Linked DNA regions of Capsicum annuum: region 1 is linked to region 2. The links are chromatin contacts, called in public Hi-C maps. All regions are on one chromosome and are shown on one strand. Each heading gives the region's core, a stretch centred on a gene start, on an enhancer-like site or on the middle of the called end of the contact. The rest is flanking DNA. Distances are from core to core; before and after follow the strand shown.

Region 1 (6,898 bases), core at 511-3,010, 54 kb after region 2:
CGGTCCGTCGACCAAACCGTCAGCCGGGAAAGTTCTGCACTATTATAACATTTTTAAAGGGATTGTCACACGTCTTTTTTAACCACAAAAATTGATTTTAAAGTTTGGAAGAATTTTTATTAGTAAAATGATAAAATAAAGATTTGTTTCGAAAAAGGATTCATGTTGTTTTAATAAAATTTAAAGTCGCCACTTGGCATAATCCGGTGTGTCAAGTCACCTTTAAAAGTCCTTTTCAAAGCGGTTTGACTCTTTAAAACTGATTTGCCGACAAAGATTCCGATTAAGGAATTCTGTTGACCGAGGGGAAGATGTTAGGCATCTCTCGATCCCGTGGCTCGACCATGGGCGCTTGGTAGAGTATATCGGCCAATTAGATACCAAGAGTGCATAAACCACATAGAACACACAACAATCAAACAAACAAACACAAGCAAAACAAATCCCAAACAAATATAATGTCCAGTCTAATTATATAGTCCCTAAAAATAAAAAATGCATAAACCAACTCTGTTCTAAACTAATCCTAAACTACTCTTAAACTAAACTCAACCGACGTTCCAGGCCTTGACCGTGCGCCGTCTTCAAGTACATGATACTTTGGGGCATTCTTCGGTGAATAAAGACAATTCCTTTGGGCATTCCCCGACAAATAAATACAGTTTCAATTTTCGTGCGATAAACTAGAAAACATTCAACACATTCAACATTCTTAAATTTTGCCTATCCGAACCTATATTTGCCTATTCGTTTCAACATATCATAATTCTATTATGTTCCAAATATATTCATGCTTATTCCAAATTAAACAAAATCATAATAAACCAAAATTGATCAATATTCACCCATTTTTATCAATTTCTCAATTCCACCCCAAAAAGTCGATTTCAGTTCTCAATCAATGAGTAACTAATCCTTAGATCATCGATTAAATTTTCATAATCCAAATTCAACATCAACCAATATTCATGATTCAAACATCACAAAATCAAACAACGCAAAATCCACGCATTATCAATTCACCACACAAAATATCAAAATTTAAAATTATTCAAGAAAATGGGATGGAAAATGGACCTCAATTCAGAATTTTCGAAGAATATTACTTTATGAAATAAAGAAATCTGCTTCCGATAGCCTCGAACCGAACCTTAACCACGACCACACTCGACTCAGTGTAGAGAAATTCATCCCGAACAGACTTGATAACCAATGGGAAATCTCGAAATGAACGAATCCAGCCCAGTATTCAAAATAACCAACAACAAAGTCTCGTTGAAATGGACCGATTTCAGGCTGAACTGACTGGTCACCGAGACAGTGTTCTCTGGCTTCTCTCAATCACTTTTTTCTCTCTCTCCCTCATTACTCTCTCTGTTACTCTCTCACTCTCTGTATGCCTGTATGATGATGATGATGTGGGTCTATATAGTGATCGAAGGGAGTTTTTTCTGTGTGTACTAATGGTGAGCTCGCCTCCTTAGCTCGTGAATCTGTGTTGAGAAAAGATCAAAAATGGAGTGGTGCGTGTTTTTCCACTGATGTTTTTGTTGTGAGTGCCTAAAATTGGAAAAAGTGGAGTCATGCCTCCCCCTTGTTCTCTTTGTATCTCCAGCTAAATGAGAATTATGAGAAATCCCCTCAAAATCCGTGTGTGATCCGCTCTGAGTGTGTATTCTTTTCAATAAAATAGAGATCCTCTCGAATGGAAATTGCGAGGAATCTCCCCTCCCCTCCGCTCCTTTCTGTGTGTCGGTTAAAATGAATAAAAAATATGACGGGGGCTGTCTAGGGGTGACATGGGTTAGGGGGTGGGGTAGTGGTTAGGATGAGATAAAATTAATTATAGGGATTGTTATTTTGTTGAAAATTTGGTTATTTTTTTATCCTTTTGTGAAGAGATTATCATATGGGGTAGGATACATGGTAAGACGAATGTAAAAATGGATAAATTGAATTTTTGGGAGTGAGAATTTTAAGTGTCTACAGGGATTTTTTATTTTTTTTCTCACCCTTTTAACATCAAAACAACATCGATTAAGCTGTCCTAAGGCTAGAATATAAGTCTAAACACCCCGACTTCTCCACCAACTCAAATTCAATCGACGTATAGAGAGAAAAAAAGAAAGATATGATTTTCTTCTTCCAAGGCAAAATTTAGGTTTCTTCAATTTCAAACTTGAAATCCAAAGATTTCATTAAGGTTTTCAACATCAGGTACATGAGATTTCATCAATGGTTTTCCTTTATTCCATTGGGTCTCAAAGTTAACTCAATTTCTCAAGTTATAATTCACCCTTCAAGCTTAGGGTTTTCATGTAAAGTGTGAATTCTTTTAGTTTTCAGTTTCTTGCTCTGACAAAATCATGAATAGATGTTTTTCCATAAATTTAAGCATATTTTCATATCTATGATTATGAAATTTCATTATATTGAGACATTTTGATTTTTAGGCTTGAGTTGTAAAATTTCTTATTACGTTCAGATTGTAGTATTGTCGTGATCAATTTCATTCTTCAGAGATGGTGGGTCATGAACACCCGATGACCTAGGATTTCATGCATACACTTACGATTGTTAGATTGTCTAGCTTACATGTTATTGAATACTTTCAGACTATGCATTTATTTTCAATTTCCAAAATATTATTATTATTGAGCACTTTCAGTTATCAATGTCATTTAGTTGGGATTAGTACTTAGCACCGAGTGAATGCATTGATGAAGGATCACCCGTCAGTTAGGTTGAGAACTTTAATAGAAATCCCTAAGTTCCAGATCTACGGTGCCACCATAGGTTTTAAAGGGTCACCTGACAGACCTTGCTTGATACTTTAGTCCTTCAGACATCAAATTGCTGGATGAACATCAGTCAGTGTTCATATCCTTGGTAAGGTACTGAACATTCATTCAACTGGGGTTATAAATTGGACTCCGATTATCTCAAATTGGGGTACGTCGGTTAATAATAGCTCCCACAATTCACGTTTCATTAGCTACTTGCATAACTTTGTATTTAGTTGTTCAGCTTATCATATAATACATGTTTATTACTTAGTCTTGCATCAGTTTATCATGTCATTTGAATTATGTTAAACTTATATCAGTTATTTCCCATCTGACATTCTCAGTACATTTAAAGTACTGATCACATACTTTCGTTTGCACTATATTGTCTTATAATATAGGCTCTGACGTTTAGCATTCAGATCGCACTTAGTAAGATTACGCACTATATCTGCAATAATGTTTGATGAATCCTCATCATCCGAGGGTCATTTATCAACATTTCTTTTTGTATTATTCTAGTTTTAGACAGTTGTAGTTAGTTGGGGGCTTGTCCCAACAGCTCATATAATTTAGAGGCTTTTAAACATACAGTTACATTTTAGCCTGTTGATTTTGTCAGACAATCTCAGTTTCAATATCTAGTATTAATTTTGCTTTTATTGTGATCATGCCATTTCAATTTAGCTTCTGCTTAGTATCTTATTGTTTACTTCAGTATTCTTAGTGTCTTGCTAGGCCATGGATTGGCTTGGGGTCACTTGTGACTCTAAGTAGCGTGTTGCAACTAGGGAGCAGTTTCGGATCATGACATAATTATACATGCGTCATTATAAACAAAAATCACAAAAAAAAAATCAGTTAACAATTATCTGTCAAGAATACATGATAATTATTATTTTAAACTTCTAAAACATACTAAAATCACAAAAGAAAATTGCTCAATTAGCAAGTGTCTATCAAAAATACATGATAGTTTATTTTTGTATATATAAATGGATATATCAAAATTTTAGAAAGCATACGTCAAATCACAAGTAAATTTGTCTCTTAAATCATTAGATACTATCAATTATTTTTTTTTAAATAAAACTTCTTTGCAAACAATTGCCGATCAAGAATACATGATAGTCTATTATTGTAAACTTCAATAATATAATAAAACTTTAAAAAATTTACCTCAAATCACAAACAAATCCATCTCCTTAATCATCTATTAAGATTGTAATCATCAAGAATATACTAATATTAAAAAATTTACCCCAAATCACAAGTAAATTTGTCTCTTCAATCATAAGATATATCAAGATTTCACAAAACACTTCTCAATTAATAATTGTCTAGCAAAATATATGATAATTTATTTATTATAATTTCAAGAATATATTAAAATTTTAAAAAACTTACCTTAAATCACAAGTAAAACTTATCTCAAATCACAAGAAAAATTGTCTCTTCAATCAAAGAAAAGAAAAAATAAACTATACCCAAAAAAGAATATCACGTGTTATAAAACTATATGAATGTAGCTTAAAGAATTCACCTAGTGAAAATAATCAATTATATGGAGAACAAGCAAAAAAAAATATTAATAAAGTTTTAAACCTTTTTTAATATAAATACTAACACTAATAAGTTTCCTACTTATTCTATTATTATTATTTTTTCCTTTTAAACCTATGTTAATTGTGCCTATTCTTTAATACGAATGTTAAACTATTAGTAAAGATTTCTACTACTAAAATCATTACTTGTATAATGGGCGAAAAGTAAATTCCTACTCCTAAAATTAATATCATTATTAAAGTGAGTTTAGTTATAATGAGATACAATTTTGGTATAAGGTAAAATTATAATGCGTTATAATTATCTTTTACAATATATTTTAGCATTTTTAATTTAAGAAAAAGTCTTACCATGTATGTTAAACTCTTGACCCCATATATTTTAGAAGACAATATTATAAATCATATATTTTAAACACTTGATCCAATAGATTTTAGGATACAATATTATAGATATAATCAAATAATAATTTTAGAAAATTGTAAAAAAATAATTTTGTCTAAAAAAAAACTTTTAATAAAGATTAAAAAGTTCAAACACTTTTTTAAGAGTTTTCACATCTTTAATATACTATATTATAGATATAGATTATAGATTATAGATTATTATTCTAATATTCATGAAGATACTAATAGTTGTATTTAAAGAAAGATTTTAGATGATTAAGAAATTACTCTCTCCACTCACTTTTACATGTGACATTCACTTCACGAGTCAATTCAATTAACTACTATTTGAAGCTAAATTAAATTTGATTAATTTAATTTTTTGTTTTAAATTTTAGATATCGAAAATTATACAACAAATACTATAAGTTGCAATACATCTCATATTAATATACTACTTCGTTATCGATCACCTAACAGTGAAAATATATCTTAAAATATTGATCAAAGTTCATGCATTTGATTCAAAAAGCGAAATATGACAAGTAAAATTCAACGGAGAATCACAAAAAAGTTGCACCATTTTAATTGTGAGAGAAGTGCTGAAAACACCCTATACATAACGTGAATTATTACCTTAATCCTCAAACTATACCCAGTATTAGAAAACATCTCTAAACTTGACTAAATAAATTTTAAAACACAGCTAAGATGCCAATGACATAGCAAATGGTCTCAAACTCTTGTGGGCCCGTAACTACTTTAAATAAGAAAAAAAGGGTCAAAAACACCCTTCTAATTTGATTAATTCGTTAACTTTACCCTTTATGATAGTATGAGGTCAAATTTATCCTTAATATTATCAAACTAAACAAAATTGTCCCTCAATTATATGAAATTCATTCAAAACAACTAATTTCAATTAACTTAACAATTTTTCTCATCTAGTCTATTTTTAAACCAACCAAATCCATCTAATTAACTTAACCCTCTTCCCAAACAAACAGACACATTCTCCAAATTAATTTTCACCGTCATAAATGGGCAACATCTGATGTTGAAAAATGATTTTGTTGTTTCTTTCCTTCTTGTTGGAATCCAACAATCTTCATAACACTAATTTCCTTGGTGAAAAATAAGAAGAGAAAAAGAGAGGACAAAAAAGTTAGGATAAGAAAAAGTAAAATTCTTAAATTTAATTTTCCTCCATGTCAAGAAATCAGTATAAATCGGGTTTGGTGGATTCATCTATAACGAAGGAGTATGAAAGGGAGGAGCTTGTGCAAAGAGAGTTGTGTTTTTAGCGCTTGACGGCTTGTTTGGGGCAGACGATTGGGGTAAGCCATTGTTGAGTTGCTCTATCTGATAGGGTGTGTGTGCTAGTGCGAGAGGAGAGAGAGTAAGTAAAGAAGCGGAGAGCATTCTGCTGTTTGCTTGGATTGTAACATTGCCCTCCGTGTAGAATGTGGTGATACTTATTGTTCAAACACCCTTTTGTCTTGTTTGTAGAAGTAAGCTTGAGATAGAATTGTTTGATAGTACTAATGAAAGCATTTCGCTGAAAAAATTGAGATTGATGTCAAGAATTTTGTTCTGATTCTTCTTCATGTGTGTGATTGTTCAACCCATTTTTGGCTATGATAGTTAATTTGGAAGAAAATAGGTGTGTCTGAGAAGAGGGTTAAGTTAATTAGGCGGTTTGATTGGTTAAAAACAGATTAGATGAGAAAAATTGTTAAGTTAATTGAAATCAATTATTTTGGATGGATTCCATCCAATTGAGGGACAATTTTGTTTAGTTTGATAATACTAAGGGTAAATTTAACCTCTTATCATGAAAAAGGGTAAAGTTAACCAATTAATCAAAGTAGATAAATATTTTTATCCTTTTTCCTAAAAATAATGTCACATAAGTACTAGAAAGTAAAAAAAAATCATTTTAATTTTTTTCTTAATTCTCATCATATTCTAACTGCTATCATAACCCTTCTTCTTCCTATTTAAATTTTTCTCCATTAGAACACACCCCAAGTTTGAACATAATTTTTTTACCTTGTTTAATTGCTAAATTTTTTAACCTCAATTATTTTGATTACTGCACTTTATAGATGTAAATTTTCAGCAGCATTAAAATTTCATAATCAGATAACAATTTTATAT
Region 2 (6,332 bases), core at 1,070-3,569:
AGGAGCACGGGTCATGACTTAAGAGTCAAATTTTCAAAAAATTAAATACGTAAGTAATTGTTACGTTTTTGGCACAAAAGTTTTTTAATTCTGATGTGACAAAACACTGTCACGCTTTATTTTGAAAATTGTGTAAATGTAAGAATTTGTTACGTATTACAAATTCTTTTCATAAAACGTAAAAATTATTACGTTTTACAAATAAATATGTAAAACGTAACAAATTTTTACGTTTTATAAAAAGTCAACTCCGTTAGTTGATCGTTAAGAAAAAGGTGAAAAACGTAATAATTTATTACGTTTAGCTTATTTTGGTAATTTTTAAAATAGGTGGTCTATTTTGATCAATTTTTTAATTTCTTGACTTATTTTGGTTCCAAGTTCGCCTTTTTGACTCAAAGGATTGTAAACCTGAAGTTCAATTAGTAATGATTATTCATGCTTACATTCAAAGCATGTCAATCTATTCTCTCAAGTGAGTCGTACATACTCTTTAGGTGGAGTAATTTTCTAATGATTGTAAATTATCCATTTTGATTTGGTTCCATCACTAATTAACTAAGTAGCCAATACCAATTATTTGAGTTGCTTTGATGACTGGAACTAAAGTTTTTTATTGTATATGCACTCCATAGAAAACTTCCACAAATTCATTTATATAATTAAGTATTATGTGTGATGGTCAAGCCCCTCTCAAAATACACGAGCCAGTAGGAAGATTATATTGAATTAGGCTGAAGTGGATATTTGACTCATTTGATGCTGGAAAGTTTTCTGAAACCCCATTTTCTTCTTCTTTCATATATAATAATAACAATAATATGCTCAATTAATGCCAAATTAGAATTATTTTAAAATGTCAGTACTAAGTGTTAGTAATAATTTTTTAAATTAAAAATTAAAAAAAAAGAGACATAATTTTGTGGCTATCAGTTTCTTGAGTCTTGGGTGGGGTTTCCATCACAAAATTATACCTAATGATCTTAATTAAAAATAGGTATTGGTCTTAAATTTTTGATATCCATAGGCAAAACTTTAATGTCAAAAATCAAAACTTAAAATTATCCCTATAGGCAAAACTTTAATGTCAAAATTAAAGTCAAATATGTGCATGGAGCAGCGAGGTCAAAAGAGCACGACCACTGTAACGGGACGTCGTTGTAAATTGGTTGTTTCCGATAATATGAACAAGTTGTGAGCTGTGTTGGTCTACGAATATTTGTTTCGTGAGAGATTGTTGTGGCTGGTCCAGGCTATAGGTATCAAAGGTTGGTCCATTCATCTCACAATCTTCAAGCAATTCCGACCCCTACCAAAAGAACAGAAATTAGTTATGATTTTCTTTTTAGTTAAACAACAGAATTCTTTGCTAATTTTATTTAATTTGATGACAGATTAGCTAGTAGTAAACTCAAAAAGTTATGTCAGTTGTCATATATTGGTGGAGCTAAAATTTTTACGAAAGAGTTCAAAATAAGAAGAAATAAACGCAAGAAGAGGCCAAAGGGGTTCACCATTTACTATATATATATACCTAAAAAATAATTATAAACATGCATAAACAATTTCCAAAGTAAGTTTGAATGGACCTCCTCGGCTCACCTGGTGCCGCCCCTGGTTATGAGCAATTTAATGACGAAGTTGGTAGCTAGTTTTTTCTTCTTTTTTTTTTGGTTATGGTCTTGGGTCAGACCTAATTAAGCTGAATGATCCCAAAGTGGTGCGACGATACGCTACGCGTTCGGCTAGCTTTATTGATGTGTCAGTTAATAGTATCCCTCTCGACGTTTCTATTTTTGCAATGCAGTCGTAGTTTTTGATTGTTTGCAAGAACCCCTTTTGCCTGCATTTTGGACAATGGAGTACAAGCTGAATCATCTAATTGCTGCCCCATTTAACTCTTAATGCGTGACTGGTCGTTTCAAAACCAAATACTAACATGGCTTTGTCAACCTAAATCTCATGAACTCCTGTCAAATGATAATTGACTCATGATCATGATGTTGTATTAAATTTAAGTCACAACATATGAACGCTCTATTTTACTTGACCTCATCTGGAAATCTATGTTCTTCAATTGATTTGCCATGTAGCTAGGATGCATGTGCATGTTTAATTTTACTTTATACAAGTTTAGATATCTCATCTGCACACCCAAAATTGAAGAATATAAATATCAAATGAAGCCAAGTTAAAGAACATGTTTCATATATTATGCCTAAATAATTTAATATGCAGGTTATGATTGCTAGATGTGGATGATCTTGGAGGGCGGCCTGTGCACGCAACTCATCTTCCGAGAAGTCACTGTATTTTGTCTAAAATGATTGTGCTAATCATTAATGATACTTCTATCCTACTACGTATATACTACTTCCTCTATACATGACGATTATGTTAATGCCCTCAAATAAGGTTCAAGTAGAAGAATTACTTTTTGTCGTAGTTGGTTTATACTACAAAATTACAAATTAAATCTGTCTTCTTTAGCGAAAAATTGATATATAAAGTTAATTCATTAAATGGCCATTTTTCAATCTCGATAATTAAGAAATAATCATTATCATGAACTTTATATATATGCATCCAAAATGATCAGCATCGATCAACAATAATAACTACATAGGCAACAACTCCAACAAATTAGAGTTTACTAAAAAAATTCTTACCGATCATATTACTCTTGGCTATATAAACTCTCATTAATATATTTTTACTGCGGAGTGTGACAACTAAAATGCTCGAGTTAGCAAAAAGAAGAAAAGAAAAAAGACAATGATGAGGCAATTGAAAGGTACAAATCATAGAGACTTCCATCCACACATTTTGACTATTCCTCCAATATGGGTTTGGTTTTTGTTTGTTATGGACATATTGATTTCACCATCATGCTATACCAGAATTTCTTCGCCACGAGGGGACTCCGGAAAGATACCAATCCCAATTAGCATAAACTTTTAACTTGAGTGGAGTAGACAATTCTCGACTGCAATGACGACAAAAGACATGGCCTAAAACACATGCTTCATTCCAACAAAATCATCTCAAAATAGAAGAAAAATGCTTACAAATTAACAAGATGAAAGTAAATCAGAGAAAGAGAAAGTATGATACTTAAAATTATAATTACAATAAATAGTAATATTTTTATAAAATTACAGTTAAGATTATAATTATAATAAATAATAATATTTTTATAAAATTACAATTTATAAAAAGAGTAATACTATTTTACTCATTAATTAAGCAAGTGCATGATTTACTCTCACTATTTTATATTTTCCTCTTTTCGCTCCATTATTTCACCTCCCACAAATGTAGTCATATCTTTTATCCTTTTTTTTCATCTTATTTTTTTTATCATTTTATTTTTTTATTTTATTTCATTTTTATTTTTTTATTTTCACTTTATTTTCTCTTCTATTCCTCTTTTTTTTTTATATATTTGAAGATAATTATCTCCATGATAATTTCAACATAAAACATCCTTACTATCTTTTACTCTCTTATATCTCTATCTTTTTTTTCTTGTTAGTTTTATTGTCGTCTTATCTTTTATCATTTTATTTTTTATTTTGATTTCTTTTTCTTTTTCATTTTTTTCTTTCTACTTTATTTTCTCTCTTCTATTTCTTTTTTTTTTCTTTTTCGTTTTTCTTTCCTTTCTCATATCTTTTTTTATTCTAACGTTTTCTTCCTTTTTTTTTACACTCCTATTTCTCTTTCTTCCTTTTTTTTCTTTTTCACTGCTCTTTTTTTGTTTTTTTGTTTTTTTTCTTTTTGTTTTTTTTTTTGTTTTTTTACTCTATCTCTAACTTTTATTTTGAAAAGACAAATATGTATATCACATACATATATTCAAAAAAACATACAAAATACATTGTCATACAGATCTGAATATGTATTTACAGTACAAAATATACATATGTATTTACGAAATGCATATCATATTCATATTAAACAGTAACAAACATAACTATACTATATATCTTCATACGTATTTGCGAAATACAAAGTTGACTCATATAAAATAAGAATATACATATGAATCAGGTATGTATTCTGTAAATATATATGTAGAGCTATATGTATTTTATACGGTGTTAAATTTGTTTTTGAACTGTACATACTATGTCATTTTAGAGGGTAACATATGTACTTATTTGTTTTCTTTTACTGCTTAAGACATGTATAATGTATTTTTTTATTACCTATATGTATATGTATAAATTGTCATTTTTGTTATAGAGATTTTGTGTCCTATATGCTTATATATACATGTGAGTCTGATATGTATTTCTGTAAATACATATGCAGATATATATATATATATATATATATATATATATATATATATATATATGTTTTTTACCGTAAATACATATGCAGATCTGTATATCTATTTATTTTTTATATTTTTTGAATATGTATATATGATATAGATATTTATATTTTAAAAACAAAAGATAGAGATAGAAGAGTAAAAAAAAATAGAAAAAAATAGAAAAAAAAAGCGAAAAATAAAAATTCAAAAAAAAAGTGAAAAAGGAAATAAAAAGAAAGAGAAATAGAAACTAGAAATAGAAGTGTAAAAACAAAAGCGAAAAAAAATTTAAGAAAAAAAAAGAAGAAGAAAACAAAAAAATATGAGAAAAGGAAAAAAAAAGAAAAAAAAAGAAAAAAAATAAATGAAAAAGGAAAAAAAAAAGACAAGTAGAAGAGAGAAAATAAAGTGGAAAGAAAAAAAAATTAAAATAAAAAAAGATAAAAAAAAAAAACTAACAAGAAAAAATAGTTAGAGATATAAGAGAATAATATTTTGAAATTTTGAAGATCACGAAAATAATAATCTTCATATTTGAGTTTGATTTGGAAAAAAATCTACTAATTTAAATAAGTGTAATTTATAAAATTTTAATTAGATGAGATAATTATTCCTTATTTAACTCAATTAATTTGAGTAACATAAGGACAGTAAATCTTGTTATATATATATATTTATATAGCAATAGTTTATTTAAATACAAAATATAATTTACTATCTTTATAATTATAAAACTATTATTATAAAAGTTATAAGACCCTATTTCTGAAATTTTTTCAATAAAAGGTCTTATTGTATTGACATATCAACTGTAACAAATGAATAGCGTCCTTTGTAGGTGTCACTTTTGCAGTGGAGTAATCTTTTCTCGATTTATCATCAAATCTTCTTGAATATTTTTTTATTTTATTGGATGAAACGAATCTCATAACTTTAATTTCTATTAATATATATATTCCGCCCTCATGAGACCGAAAGAGACCATATATTGAATTATTGAATAGTAATATAAAACGATAAAAAGCTTGACCTTGACTTTCAGTGCCTAAAATCCAGGAAAGACACAACTGATTAGTTACATCAGCATCCAACATTATTCAACCATTACAAAAATAAGTTAAGACCCAAAGATTCCCTATAAATAAACTCAACATCTATGGAAATGCAACTTTGTCCTTGCAAAGATTATCTACCTTCTAATTTAAAATATTACATGTATGTATTTTCGTTATTTCTATTCTTTAAATTTTGAAAGGCATACAAATTCTATGATATTGCATAATTGTTCTTTTTATCCCTAATATATATATTATGTACAGTAGTTTCTAACTTTTGTTACATATATCTCCCCTAAAAAATAGAAGAGGATGAAATATTGTAGTAATATTTTGACTAATGTTTCAGGTCTTTAGTTTCATATATCCATAATCCAATTATCAATTAAATTAAAATTCAGGATAAAAAATAAACATTCATCATCTATCAGCCAAATACTGCCATGTGGCCACATATTATATTCGTTTTAAAGGCTATAAAACCTTGGATCTAACAATATAGTAGTGAAAACTATAAAAGGGAAAGCTTGGCATATATGGAACATTTAATTTATTTCCTACTCTAATCTACCTTACATTTGATTTGCCTAACATTAGGTTTGCGCAATGTACGTACATTTAGTTAACAAGATGAGCTCCAATAGAATCCCTTAACTTTCTTTTTTAATTTACAAGAAACTTCCATGCAAGCGCTATCCACTGAATGTGTGTATAGTGAAAGTTTGTTTTAATAGCCACAAACTATACTGAGAGATAAATCGAGCTAGACAAGTCCCATGGAAAAAATTAGAAAAAAAAAAAGAGCTTGACAAGCCTCTTATGATGAGCTTGACCTAAAAAGCATGAGATTTCGATCTTGTAACCCCTCATTTGAAAGATCACCTACTCAACTAACTCAACTATGTGTCAATAATCCCTTACCTTTCACTCTATAAGGAAAGTGCAATTATTTT

What was found. Hi-C and Micro-C count contacts between places; a contact is called where the count stands out from the background.
Region 1: a Hi-C map of placenta shows a contact between it and region 2, with 4 times the contacts expected there. The contact joins two enhancer-like sites. A contact is called at or near these places in 3 of 5 Hi-C or Micro-C datasets (bud, leaf and placenta).

The regions. Positions count from the first base shown.
Region 1 is chr4:92,291,246-92,298,143 of UCD10Xv1.1, forward strand. No RefSeq gene overlaps it. Among protein-coding and RNA genes, the nearest start is that of LOC107867825, 130 kb to the right of the region's middle. Within about 2 kb of position 1,761, at least 5 of the 5 cell types and tissues checked have an H3K27ac peak or open chromatin away from gene starts, as enhancers often do. A contact at or near this core is called in bud and leaf, where this site is marked.
Region 2 is chr4:92,236,587-92,242,918 of UCD10Xv1.1, forward strand. No RefSeq gene overlaps it. Among protein-coding and RNA genes, the nearest start is that of LOC107867827, 74 kb to the left of the region's middle. Within about 2 kb of position 2,320, at least 5 of the 5 cell types and tissues checked have an H3K27ac peak or open chromatin away from gene starts, as enhancers often do. A contact at or near this core is called in bud and leaf, where this site is marked.